Regions from separate parts of the Mus musculus genome. Here region 2 is linked to region 1. A link is a contact called in public promoter capture Hi-C data. All regions are on one chromosome and are shown on one strand. The core of a region is the stretch at or near the end of the contact, and the rest is flanking DNA. Distances in the headings are between cores, read along the strand shown. Region 1 holds the start of Naxe (NAD(P)HX epimerase). Region 2 holds the start of Rab13 (RAB13, member RAS oncogene family).

Region 1 (6,593 bases), core at 1,310-3,809:
ATGGAGGAATATTTGGAGTGTCTCTTTTAAAAGTCTGAAAATGTAGACTTACATGAAATGTCTTTGTTTTGTTTTTGAGACAGGGTTTCTCTAATACAGCTCTGGCTTTCCTAGAACTCACAGAAATCCAGGCATCTTTGCCTCAAGAGTGCTCAGATCAGAAGCATACACTATCATACCCTACAAAATGTTTTCATTTTAAATACCATGAAGGTTAAGAAAAACATACATTTATATGTATGGGTTGGGTTACCCTCCCAGACTGTTCTGATCATGATGAAATGAGAGCTTGGACCCCAAGCTTCTAGGTCCTTCCCAGTTGATGTCAGCATTCCCAGCATGAGAAGGTCTGAACACAAAGTAGATGGCATTTGGAGACTTGAAGGAATCCTGTTACCCTCTGGGGGTCTTGCTACAATGATACACTGAATTAGTTTAGAGGCATCATCTACCTCCCTGTCTATTACAAATAAGTAAGAATCATTCCTGGGTGAAACACCTATTTCCCATTGCTTACAAATGCTGGTCTGTTTCCCCAGAGACAGCACAACCCACTGATAATTATTAAGGCCAGAAGACTCCAATTTCAAGACAGAAAGTACCAAGTCTTTATTGAGAATCCTGCCTACCCACCTCCCTTACTGTAGACGGTAGACACACTCTGTGTCAGGGTAAGATGGCAGGTTCAGCTGGTACTTCTTCTCTAGAGCAGGTGGTACAAAGCGACCCCCAAGGTAATGATATCGGCCAGTAAAGTGAGTTGCAGACTTCTTGGGTGCCGTCAGTGAGATGAGTAAGTCTGGTTGGATTCCGCTAGGGTTTCCCTTCTCTACATCCCATCCTGAAGAGAGAAAGTAGTATAAGGACATACAGGTGGCCTGGTCCTAAGGAAGAGGGAAAGCCCTCAGTCCCATGTACTATCGGGCTCTGGTTTTCCACAGGGCCAGGCAGCATGAACTTTGCTCCCCAGCCCTAATGTGGGACAGTCCCCTGGGTACCAGCCTTAGCCAGGTTTGAGCACGAGTCTCCCAGCCACCTGAGTCTCAGCACCTGAGGGAATGTCGATGCTAGCAATGGGCACAGTGAGTCCACTCAAGACACTCAGGATGCTGTGGAATGGCTCCCGAACGTCACCCTTGAAACTGAAGCCGAAGATGGCGTCCACCACCAGCTCATACAGCTCGTCCACCATCATGGGCTGGGAGCGTGAGGGAAGGGGAAAGGATGTCAGGAGCTGCTGTCACCTAGGGAGGCCTGTCCCTGCACCCACTGACCACAGAAGCATGTATATAACTGGTTCCTAAGGCACAGTAAAGAGGAGTTGCTCATTCAGGACAGTCTGAATCCAGGCCTGAGTACCTACCTGCCTGTCACTGGTGAGAAGGGGTGACTGCCAGTCTCAGGCTTCCTGACACTGGAAGCCAGAAGAGACTAGTTCTGTTCTGCATATCAGTGTCTTCATCCATAGAATAAGCTGGGGCTTTCTGGTTTTTGTTTTGTTTTAATTTCTGACTTCCCACCCTTTAATCCATGCATCTACAGAAAAGGTTCAGGATGAGGCCCTGAGGGCCAGATTATTGTTAGATGCATGTTGTGGGAGTTGTTTGGCTGCAGAATAGGAGTGCCTGGAAAGTCGTGGAGCACACAGTCTGGAGGGGCTTCTACACCACTTTTTTTCAGAGAACACTTTTAGGGCAGACAGACACTAGGCAGGCCAGCTTGATCTGAAAATGGGAAGGGCAGGACAGGGGCAGTACTTACTGTAGAAACAGGCATCAACCCACCTACCTCTGGGGGCATTTCACCAAGGAAAGGAATGTCCATTTTCTGACACTGAGTCACTAGCCCAGTGAAGAGGGGCTTGTTAGGTCTTTTGGGGTAATAGATAGTTGGCTGGTAACCCTAGTTGAAAAGGAAAGTAGCCATTCAATCTCCGATCCCGAGTCTTCATACCTTGCCACAAAAAACTCCGTTCACATACTTACAAAAAGTTTGAGGTGTCGCGCACAGACCAGCCCATCCCCTCCGTTATTTCCGGGGCCACAGATGACCAAGACAGTCGGGGGACTCTTGGACATAGACGTGGGGGGATAAGCCTGAAGGCAGAAGTGCAGAGGGCAGTCACCGCTGTGTGCGCCACCGCCGGGGACCTCCCCACCTGCACCTCACTGAGGTTTCTCGCTGTGCCGCTTACCTTGGCAATAGCCGTGGCACAGCTCAACCCGGCCAGCTCCATGAGTTGATCCACGCTGAACTGATACTCGTTAAAAAGCTCTTGGTCCACGGCCTGAGCCTCCTCCTGACTGAGGGAAGTCCTGGCCTGAGTCCGCCCCTGGGGTGCTGGGGCCGCGGCCTGCCCTGCCCCGCCCCCGCGGGAGAGGGCGGCCGTACCTTAAGTACTTCACCGCAGCGCCCGCCATGGTCTCCGAGCCCCGGCGCTGTGTTCCCCACCAGATGGGCCTTGCACGACACACACTCTGCTGGCTGATGACCCGTGGCAGGCGCGAGCCCGCAACCAGCAGCCCCAGCCCCAGCAGCGTCCGCAGCCCGGACATTCGACTAGCAGAGCGCCGCTCGCACGGCGCATGCGCAGGGCCCGCCCCGCCCCAGAGCCTCTGCATCTAACCGTCCGTTCCTAGTCCCAGACTATCAGGCGTTCCGCCCACCTTCGTTCCGCCCTGCGTTCTCACCTTTCCCCGGCGTCGCAGAGTTCCAAACAGATGTGCTTCGCTCCCTCTGCAGTCCTGGCTGGCCACCATCTTGAAGCAGTTCTGTTGCCTCCTTGCTGAAAGGTGTGATTGCACGCAGTTTTTTAAAAATTAGTATCTTTGACCTCTCGCTGCCCCTGCTTTTTACAGGGTTTCTCTGTAGCCCTGGCTGTCCTGGAACTCACTTTGTAGACCAGGCTGGCCTCGAACTCAGAAATCCGCCTGCCTCTGCCTCCCAAGTGCTGGGATTAACGGCGTGCACCACCATGCCGACTTGTTTGTTTTTAACATTTAAAAATGCAAGGGTTGGAGGGAAGAGGCATGCACGTGCCTTGCTGCACATATAGAGGTCAGAGGACAATTTCTGTGCATCCGATCTCTCCATCCAAAGAGTAAGATCCGAGGATCAATCACAGGTTGTCAGTGCCCTTGCTCTTCAAGTGGTTTTGTGGACCTCTGCCCTGTCTGTTTTACTTATGTAATGTAGAAAATAGAATTTTTAAGGCTGTGATAGTGGCAGGAACTTTAGATTACTCCGGTAATTGTACTTCAAGTCCAAGGTTCTGTGGTCTTACGCAGGACCTCACCAGCTTTATTTTTCTGATTTCACTAGCATGTGAGTTACTCAAGGCTCCTTACAGATTTGCTGGAAAATATTTAGTTAGTTTATTTTTGGTCAGCTGATTTTGTTTTCAGTTGTTTCAGAGTATGGGTATGTGCGGTCACACAGGTGCCCTCGGGAACCAGAGGTGTCAGGTCCCCAGAACTACAAGCAGTACAAGCAGTCTCATGTGGCCTAGGCTGCCTTGGATCTTATGTCTTACGTTGCAAAAATGGCTTTAAATCCCTGATCCTCTGAGATTCTGGGTCTGAGCCACTGTAGCTGGCTTTATTTAAGTTTAGTGTTTGTTTGTTTGTTTGTTTATGTATAGGTTGTGAGCCATGTGGTTGCTGGGAATTGAACTCAGGACCCCCTGCTTGCTCTTGGCCCTCTTGTTCCGGTGGAAAGCTTTATTTATTATATGTGAGTACACTGTAGCTGTCTTCAGGACACGCCAGAAGGTGTCAGATCTCGTTACGGGTGGTTGTGAGCCACCATGTGGTTGCTGGGATTTGAACTCAGGTCCTCTGGAAGAGCAGCCAGTGCTCTTAACCACACTGAGCCATCTCTCCAGCCCTGAAGATTCATTTCTAAAACACAATGTGAAATATGTTTATTTGGCATAGATAATATGTTAAGCACTTACACATACCAGGTGCTAACATGAACCACCTCACTTCATAGCAACCTTAGTATTCCCGTTTCAAAGATTAATTAAAAAAGAAAAAAAGGAAGACCTGCCCACCTGCCCAGTGATAATGATGGCTGGTGGTGGAGCTGGGATCTCAGCAGGCTGACCTTACAGCCTTCTGCAACTTATCCTGTTGATTTCATTCTGATGGGCTGTGACTATAGAACAATACAGAAAATATCCCATCCACAGAACTCAGGAGACAACCAATGAGAGCTGTTTCTACAATCGCTGCCTCCCCTTTATTGCCAGCATGCAACCTTTCAGGTTTTCTTAATTCTGCCAAACCCCTAGTGTATTTTTAGCCTATCATAGATAAGAATATTCAATCAGATTAAGGAGGTTGGCTAGGGGCCTGACGCAATAGCAACATTCCTTTTTTTTTTTTTTTTTTTTTTTTGGGTTTTTCGAGACAGGGTTTCTCTGTATAGCCCTGGCTGTCCTGGAACTCACTCTGTAGACCAGGCTGGCCTCGAACTCAGAAATTCACCTGCCTCTGCCTCCCGAGTGCTGGGATTAAAGGCGTTTGCCACCACGCCCGGCAATAGCAACATTCTTGTGTGGCAGACACCATCATTTGCTCCTCTAAACCCATTCTCCTTCCCTAGCAGATCCTGATATTCATATCTTTGTGGAGTGGCACAACAAAACCCAGCATTCTTCCGTCTCCCTCCAGCCAGTAAGAGTGGCCATTTAATTAAATGTTCACCACTAATGAACAGAAATGATATGGATATAGACAGACAGACAAATAGAGATATAGAGCCACTCCTATAGAGTACTATTTTGGAGGGGTGTGCTATTTTGTGTGATTTTTTTATTTGTTTTTGAGGCAGGGTCCTACCATGAGCTCCGGCTGTCCTGGAACTCACTATGTATACCAGGCTGGCCTTGAACTCACAGAGATCTGCCTCTATCTGCCTACCAAGTGGTGAGATTAAAGGAATGCACCACTATGCCTGGCTTCATAGTGTACTTTTAAAAGATCTCCTCCACTTCTTTCTTATTACTGGGCTGGATTGAAGGCACGATGCTTGTCTTAGTTAAAGAGTTACTATTGCTGTGATGATTCATGACCACAAAGTAAGGTGAGGAGGAAAGGGCTCATTTAACTCACACTTCCACATCACAGTACATCCTCGAGAAAATCAGAAGAGGAACTCAAATAAGGCAGAGGCCATGGAGGTGTGCTGGCTTGCTCATCATGGCTTGAACAGCCTGCTTTCTTATAGACCCCAAGACTACCAGCCAAGCATGGCACCACCCACAGTGGGCTAGGTACACCACCCAATGCTAACTAAGGAAATGCCCTGCGGCTGGATCTTATGGAGGCATTTTCTGTTGAGGTCCCCTCCTTTCAGATAACTCTAGCTTGTTTCAAGTTGGCCTGGTGCTATAGGTGGAGCAGCCCTTTCCTTCTTCCCTTGATGGCCTTGTGTACGCTCGTCAAGCTCTTTATCATGAGCTACTTCCCCAGCCCCTGCAGCTATGAGGCGGAAACCCCATGTTAGCATCAGAGTCAGGGCTGCAGAGATGTGTCAGCAGTTAAAAGCACTTACTGCTCCTGCAGAGGAGCCAAGCTCCTTCCCAGACCTCATGTCAGGTGGCTCACAACTGCTTGTGGCTCCAGGAGATCTGACACCTCTGGCCTTTGGGCACTTTCACACATATGCAATGACAACACACAGATACACTCACATTCAATCATATCATCATCGTCATCATCATCATCATCATCATCATCATCACCATCATCATCGTCCAGGCATTAATCCCAACACGTGAAGGAGACAGAGGCAGTCTACAGAGTTAGTTCCAGGACAGCCAGGACACTGAGAAACCCTGTCTCTAAAAAATAAAAAAGGAAGAAACCAAGGAAACTTGTGACTATAGAAACTAGTGTGGCACTAATAGAAATATAGAAATCAGCTAGCTTTACCTCTCTCAAGTATATACCCAAAGGGCTCTACATCCTCCTACAGAGACGCTTGCTCATCCATGTTCATTGCTGGTCTACTCGTACTAGCCAGAAATTGGAAAACAGCCTAGATTTCCATCAACAAATAAATGGATAATGAAAATATGTTCATTAACACAATGGAATATTATTCAGCTGTTAAAAATGTGAAGTTTGGAGCTGGAGAGATGGCTCAGTGGTTAAGAGCACTGACTGCTCTTCCAGAGGTCTTGAGTTCAATTCCCAGCAACCACATGGTGGCTCACAACCATCTGTAATGTGATCTGATGCCCTCTTCCAGTGTGTGACTGAAGACAGCTACAGTGTACTCATATAAATAAAAATAAATCTTAAAAAAAGATGTGAAGTTTGCAAGCAAATGGACATACAGAGCTAGAAAAAAAAATAATGCTGAGGAAGGTAACCCAGACCCCCAAAAGACAAATATGGTATGTATTCTCTTATAGGTGGTTGTTAGCTTTTCAGCTTTCAATAGGCATATCAGCATAACCACAGAGGTTATGTATAGAGCAAGGAACTAGGCAGGAGAGGAGGATCATGTTGAAAGGATCTCCCAAGGAAGGGGAAATAGAATATATATTTAGAGAGACTAGGGAGAGACAGAAACAAGATTAA
Region 2 (6,711 bases), core at 3,554-6,053, 2.2 Mb after region 1:
TTTTAAAGATTTATTTATTTTATGTATATGAATGCTCCATCTGTATGTACAACTACACGCCAGAAGAGGGCATCATCTCATTACAGATGGCTGTGAGCTACCATGTGATTGCTGGGAATTGAACTCAGGACCTCTGGAAGAGCAGCCAGTGCTCTTCACCATTGAGCCATTTCTCTAGCCCCCAGCTTTTCTTTTTAAAAGTCATTTTCATATATGTATATAATACACTCTGGTCACACCACACCACTGTCTCTCCACAATGCTCCTCAGAACTCCTTCCTTTCCCATCCTGTCTTTTGGTTTTGTTTTTTTGATGCCCTGAGTTTAACCACAGCTGCCACCAGGGGCATGGTGGTAAAGCTGTCCATTAGACTCAGGTAACTCACTGGTGGCTGACCACTAAAGACAATAACATCTACTCTCCAGAGACCCATCAACTACTAATATCAGTCAAAGGGCTGGTTGCTTATTCTTTTTTTTTTTTTTTTTTTTTTCTTCGAGACAGGGTTTCTCTGTGTAGCTCTGGCTGTCCTGGAACTCACTCTGTAGACCAGGCTGGCCTCGAACTCAGAAATCCACCTGCCTCTGCCTCCCAAGTGCTGGGATTAAAGGCGTGCGCCACCACGCCCGGCTTTTGGTTGCTTATTCTTATTACTTATTTGAGACAAGCTCCCACTATGTATACCTGGCTGGCCTGGAACTTGTTATGTAGGCCAAGCTATCCTGGAACTCCTAGAGATCCTTCTGCCTCTGGAGTGCTGAGTATCAGGTCATAAGGAAAACTCCCAGTTCCCCAGATTCCAGAAGGCAGGCCAGATACCCAGAAATAGGCTCAACCCGGAATGTATGTTGAGGGATTTCTGGTGGCTAGTTAAAAGCCAGCATTCCTCAGGAAGTTGTAAAACTGGTTCCCTACCAAAAAGAGTCATTTCCCTTACCTCTGGCAAAAGGGACATGGGCTGCCTATTGGACCTCTCAGGATATCAGTTCAAGCTGGCCTCCAGGCTCTCACCATCACAAGTATGCATTGCACAAGTCCACACGCACCCTAGCCTTTCCCACCTCCTCCTCCACCCTAAACTCCCTCCAGCTCTGGGCTTCCCTTCCCCAACTACTCATCCTTCTTAGGCCAGGCTATGCTCACTTCTCTCTGTCTCCTGCTAGTCTCCCCTCTCTCACAGATAGCCTTGGCCATGTTTGCTCTACTTCTTTCTCTTTTTGCTTTGGACTCTTCCCAATGCTTCTGGCTGCTTTCTCTCATATCTACAGTAAAGACTTTCCCCTTAACCATTCCATGGAGCTGTCGTGTCAGTTTATACACTGGGTTTAAAGGTGTGTGCTATATAACACTCTCCACCTCACCCCAACATAGATTTTGACAGGATCCATTCTAGTTTCTTCTGTTGCTGTGATAAACATCCTAGCCAAAAGCAACTTGGTGAGGAAATGGAATTATCTGGCTTATAGGTTACAGTCCATTATTGAGGGAACTAAAGGCAGAAATTGAAACAGAAGCCAAGGAATACCACTGCCTTACTCCCAGGCTCACATTCAGCTCCTTATACAGCAGCCCCACCTGTCCAGGTATGGTAGCTCCCATATATAGGGCTAGGCTCTCTGACCTCAATTAGCAATAGAGAAATGCCTGGGGCTGGAGAGAGATGTCTCTGAGGTTAGCATCACTGGCTGCTCTTCCCTACTAGGGTAGGGGTTTGATTCTTAGCACCTACATAGTGGCTAGCAACCATGAAGGTTCACAACTGTCTGTAATCTGTAACTCCAGTTTCAGAAGATCCAACACCACCTTCTGGCCTCCCAAGGACACCTGGCATGTATATGCTACACGTACAAGCATGCACGGGCAAAATACACACACATACACACACACACACACACACACACACAGAGAGAGAGAGAGAGAGAGAGAGAGAGAGAGAGAGATCCTGTCTAAATGTTTTAAAAATAATAATAAAGAAAATTCCCCCATAGATAAGTCTACAGGCCAATCCAATGGTGATAATTCCTCAAGTTTCCTCCTCCCAGGTATGTCAAGTTGGCAACCAAGATTAGCAATCACAAGGTCTCCTGGTTGGCTTGCAACTCCCAACCAAGAGTAGGCTGACCTTAGTCATGCTTCTGTCTGACTTTCATTTTGCTTCTGTCTCCCGTGTGCTGGGACTGCAAATCCACCCTACCTGGACATCAGTGTGAGTTAGAGGTCAGGATTAGTCACTGAGGAAAACCAGAAAAGATTCAAGTCTGTGCTATAGCTTGAAATGCAATGAGCCCTGAGGGAATAAATAGAAGGGAATTGAAGCTCAATAGAATAGTACTTTGCCTAGTGTGCACAAAGCTCTGGGTTTGACCAATTCCCAACACCATTGAAAAAATAGAATAGTCAGATTGGTGTATTGAAGCAGGCACAGTGGTACCCGTGGATGCTGGTAGTTCTAGCTACTGAAGGGCTGAGTCCACATGATTACATGAGCCTCAAATTTGAGACTGATCTGGGCAATACAGACAGACCTTGCCTCAAATTAATGGTGAGATGGCTCTGGAGAAGTTTAGTTAAGCATCCTTCAGCATGTCCTCTGACTGCCACACTTTCACCATGGCATGGGTTGTTGGCAGTTCCTCTACGCTCCACCCCACAGTTACCTGGCAATAGCCAGGTGTGCCTGACTCAATATAAAAGGGGCTGCTTGCCCCCTCCTCACTCTCTTGCTCTCTCTTCTTGCTCTTGTTCCCTTACCCTCTTCTTCCTCTCTCCCCATTCCACTCCCCCCTCTCCATGTGCTCATGGCTTGCCTCTACTCTTCTACTTTCTCTCTCTCTCTCTCTCTCTCTCTCTCTCTCTCTCTCTCTCTCTCTCTCTCTCTCTCTCTCTCCCCTTAAGCTCCCTCCCAATACCCTGAATAAACTCTGTTCTATACTATACCATCGCATGGTGTGGCTGGTACCTCAGGGGGAAGGGATGCCTCAGCATGGGCTGGCAGAGGTACTCCCCTCCACCCACACCTTACTGCGTCTCCACAAAACATATCTCTGGTCTCTTTCTTTTTATAAAACACAACATTATGTGTGTGTACACATACAAATAAATGTAATGAATTAATTAATTAATAAAATAAACTGAATAGTTATTTGTGTGTGGTAGTTAATATGGATTGTCAACTTGACAGGATCTAGCATCACCTAGGTATCCAATGGCTGGCCATGTCTGGAGGAAAGTTCTAGATTGGATTATTTGAGGTGGGAAAAGCCTACCTGACAATGAGGACCACCATTCACTCTCCCGAATAAAAAAGGAGAGTGAGGTGAGCACCAGCATTCGTCTCTCTCCTTGAGTTTGGATGGAAAGCGACCAGATGCCCCATGCTCCTCCTGTCATGACAGAACTGCCTTCTGTAAGCCTCTCTCATAAGTTGTTTTGTCAAGTATTTTGTGTGTGTGTGTTGGGGGGGGGGGGAGTAACTGATACATTGTATTTGTGAGAGGACAAATGGAAACATAGATTATGGCAAACATAATGTAACAAATAAAGGGCTGGTGAGATGCCTCAGCGGGTAAGAGCACCCAACTGTTCTTCCAAAGGTCCTGAGTTCAAATCCCAGCAACCACATGGTGGTTCACAACCATCCATAAGGAGATCTGACTCCCTCTTCTGGAGTGTCTGAAGACAGCTACAGTGTACTTACATATAATAAATAAATAAATCTTTAAAAACAAACAAACAAACAAATAAAGACACTTTCCCACAGCCAGGACTCATCTGTTAGAAAAGCCTTTTCCTTTTTCCTTTTTTTTTTTTTTTTTTTTTTTTTTTGTTTTTTTCGAGACAGGGTTTCTCTGTATAGCCCTGGCTGTCCTGGAACTCACTTTGTAAACCAGGCTGGCCTCAAACTCAGAAATCGGCCTGCCTCTGCCTCTGCCTCCCAAGTGCTGGGATTAAAGGCATGCGCCACCACGCCCGGCTCTTTCTTTTTCTAACGGGACTGGAAAGATGATAAGAGCTGGCTGCTCTTGTAGTGGATCTGGGTTCAGTTCCCAGCAGGCACATGACAGCACCTCTAGACACTCCAGTTTCAGGGGATCGTTGCTGTCTTGTAGCCTCTGCAGGCATGCTAGTCATATAGTGAATAAACACATGTAGGCAAAACACTCGCTATAAAGAAAGTAAGTAAATAAAGATGAAAAGCTGGGCATGGTGGCTCCACAGTACTAATCTTCATACTTGAGGGGTAGAGGCAATAGGATTACCAGGCCTTGGGGTGCAGGTTGTGCTACTGAATTCAAGGCTCGCTCCAGATTGTGACTCGGCTCTGTGTGTTTTGAGTGTAATTGATGAGGCTGATTTTTATCGTTTTAGTTCTTCACTGTGCTCCACCAGGGGGCAGATTGATCCACCATACTAACCTCCTAACCCGCTTCTTTTCAAAGGGAATTGGGATTCGTAGTCTTAAGTAATGCATTGTTGACAGAAAATCCTAGGACATTTATCATAAACTCAAAAGCCTTTGAATAGCGCCTCAGCTTTTTACCAATTTCCAGTTACCACCCCTATCTTCACCATTGGTAAAATTCTTTCCCTCTTCCCCTAATCTCTTTGAAATTCTTTCCAATTCGGTCAAAAGAGAGGAAAGACAGCTAGCCAAAGGCAATGGGAAGGGCTAGGGAAACTGGCCCTCCGAGGCTGGGGAGGCAGCGCCCGGACTGCTGGAGCTGGACAGGCCTCTCCACTGGCGAAGAGGGGTGGAGCCGAGAGCAGGGCCGCCTCTCTTCTTTTCCCGGGGCCTGGGCGGAGAGGGAGGAAAACTTCCTGGCTGGGACTCCGGCGGTTTCTGCCTGCCAACCCTCGGATCCCGCCTACCAGTGTTGGCTCTTCCCGACCCCTCCCCCGGCGCCCCCAGTGTCCGCCATGGCCAAAGCCTACGACCACCTCTTCAAGTTGCTGCTCATCGGGGACTCGGGGGTGGGCAAGACTTGTCTGATCATTCGCTTTGCAGAGGACAACTTCAACAGCACTTACATCTCTACCATCGGTGAGCCCACAGGCTGTATCCCAGACCCCAGACCCACCCCACCCCCGCCCACCCTCATACACCGGCTCCTGAAAGACTAAGGAACCTACTTTTTTGATCCCCTTAGAGAAAAACACTAATTTCCAGTCTGTCGACCCCTGCCCCAGACCCATCCTCCATAATGTCCCTGAATAACACTCAAAACCTCAAACCTTTTTGAGGTTTCCAGATAGTCCCAGTTGCTGCCACCCACTCCGTCTCTTGGTACTGTCTCCCTAGTCTCTCCAAATCCACACAGGTTATCGTCATTTCCATCTGCTTCCTTCTTTACCCCATCACTGCACCTAGACGCTCTAGATCCACTCTTCACAATTTCTCTTTTCCCTGCTTCCCAATTGTGTTGGCCTCTTACTGACCTACTGGCTTCAAACTTCCCGCAGGATCTGCCCCACCTTCAAATCATCTTTTTAGCCTCCCTACCCTCAGCAAGGTACTGCAGAGTGTGGCTGGGTGTGCTGTGGGAGTGAGGATGGTGGATGCCAGGGGACTTTGGGGTCTCTGAGTAAGCTTCTGCACCATCCTTCTCTCTGGAGCCTCCTAAGTGGCTGGGAGACTTCCAGTAAGAAGAATCTCCTTTCCCCCTCCCCTCCCCTCTTTATCTTTCTTCATCTCTTGACTGAGAATCTTATCTCCTCTAGTGACAAAAAGGAAACTTTCTCTCTCTCTCCCTCCCTCCCTCTCTTCCTCCCTCCCTCTCTTCCTCCCTCCCTCTCCTAATTCTCCAGAGGATTCTTAGAGAGCTTCTTCCCCCCCCCCCCCCCCCACTTCCAAGCTTAGCTCACTAGTTAATTCACATAGGCTCAATCAGCTGCCCTCTCATTCCTCTCTACCCTTAAGGGCTAGCAGGGCGGTGGAGGACCAGTAGTGTATTTTGGGGGAGGAGGGGGAAGAGGGATGGGAAGGTGAGGTAGAGATGGAAGGGAAAGTTGTCAGATGGCATGCTTTTAACCCAGCTGAAGAGTTTCATAGCTTTTCTCCAAAACGTCATGAAATCTGAGGAGACACAGTATGCTTACCATAGGAATAAAGCTGTGGAAAAGCTCTCCCTCCTGGCTACACATCCAGCAAGGTCACTACCTCGAGTACCTGAGTACCAGCAGTTACTGGTGCAGCCCCCACTCTCCCCCACCATACTTTCCACACATGCTTACCTGTCTTCACACCCTTCACCCCAGGAATTGATTTCAAGATCCGAACCGTGGACATAGAGGGGAAGAGGATCAAACTGCAAGTGTGGTGAGTGAGCTGCCCAGTCCCCAGCCAGATTGCCCTTTGACCCCAACCCTCCCCCACACACCCCTCCCCCTTCATTTCTTCTTCCTTACCTTTTCTCTCTTCAGTTTAGTTTGTGGTTTGGGGGTGTTTTGTTTTGTTTTGTTTTTTAGACAAAGTCTCATGCAGCCCAGGAGGGCCTGGAACTCAGCTGAGAAAGAAAGCCCTTTCTTTCGGTGTCCTGTGTCCTGGTGTTACAGGCATGTGGCACCATGTTAGTCTTTCTGTTTTGCTTTCTTTCCTTTACACCCCCCCCCCCCCAGTCCAGTACATCTCCTAATTTATCCATTTTGCTTAGTCAGCTATCAGCTGGCCTTGCATCTCTCTTCCTGGTGGCCCACTTTCAGTTTGTTTGTGT

The links. Promoter capture Hi-C pulls out the DNA fragments that hold promoters and counts their contacts.
Region 2: a promoter capture Hi-C map of pre-B cells shows a contact between it and region 1, with 3 times the contacts expected there. The contact joins the promoter of Rab13 here to the promoter of Naxe in region 1. A contact is called at or near these places in 2 of 39 promoter capture datasets (liver and pre-B cells).

What each region holds. Positions count from the first base shown.
Region 1 is chr3:88,055,936-88,062,528 of GRCm38.p6, forward strand. Naxe (NAD(P)HX epimerase) reads right to left here and starts at 2,560. Exons shown (of 6, transcript NM_144897.3): 1 at 2,392-2,560; 2 at 2,195-2,303; 3 at 1,986-2,096; 4 at 1,789-1,902; 5 at 1,051-1,198; 6 at 588-841. The coding sequence starts at 2,555. The coding sequence ends at 639. It overlaps Gpatch4 (G patch domain containing 4), which reads left to right. Exons shown (of 8, transcript NM_001110809.2): 8 at 1-59.
Region 2 is chr3:90,215,981-90,222,691 of GRCm38.p6, forward strand. Rab13 (RAB13, member RAS oncogene family) reads left to right here and starts at 4,804. Exons shown (of 8, transcript NM_026677.4): 1 at 4,804-5,042; 2 at 6,257-6,317. The coding sequence starts at 4,919.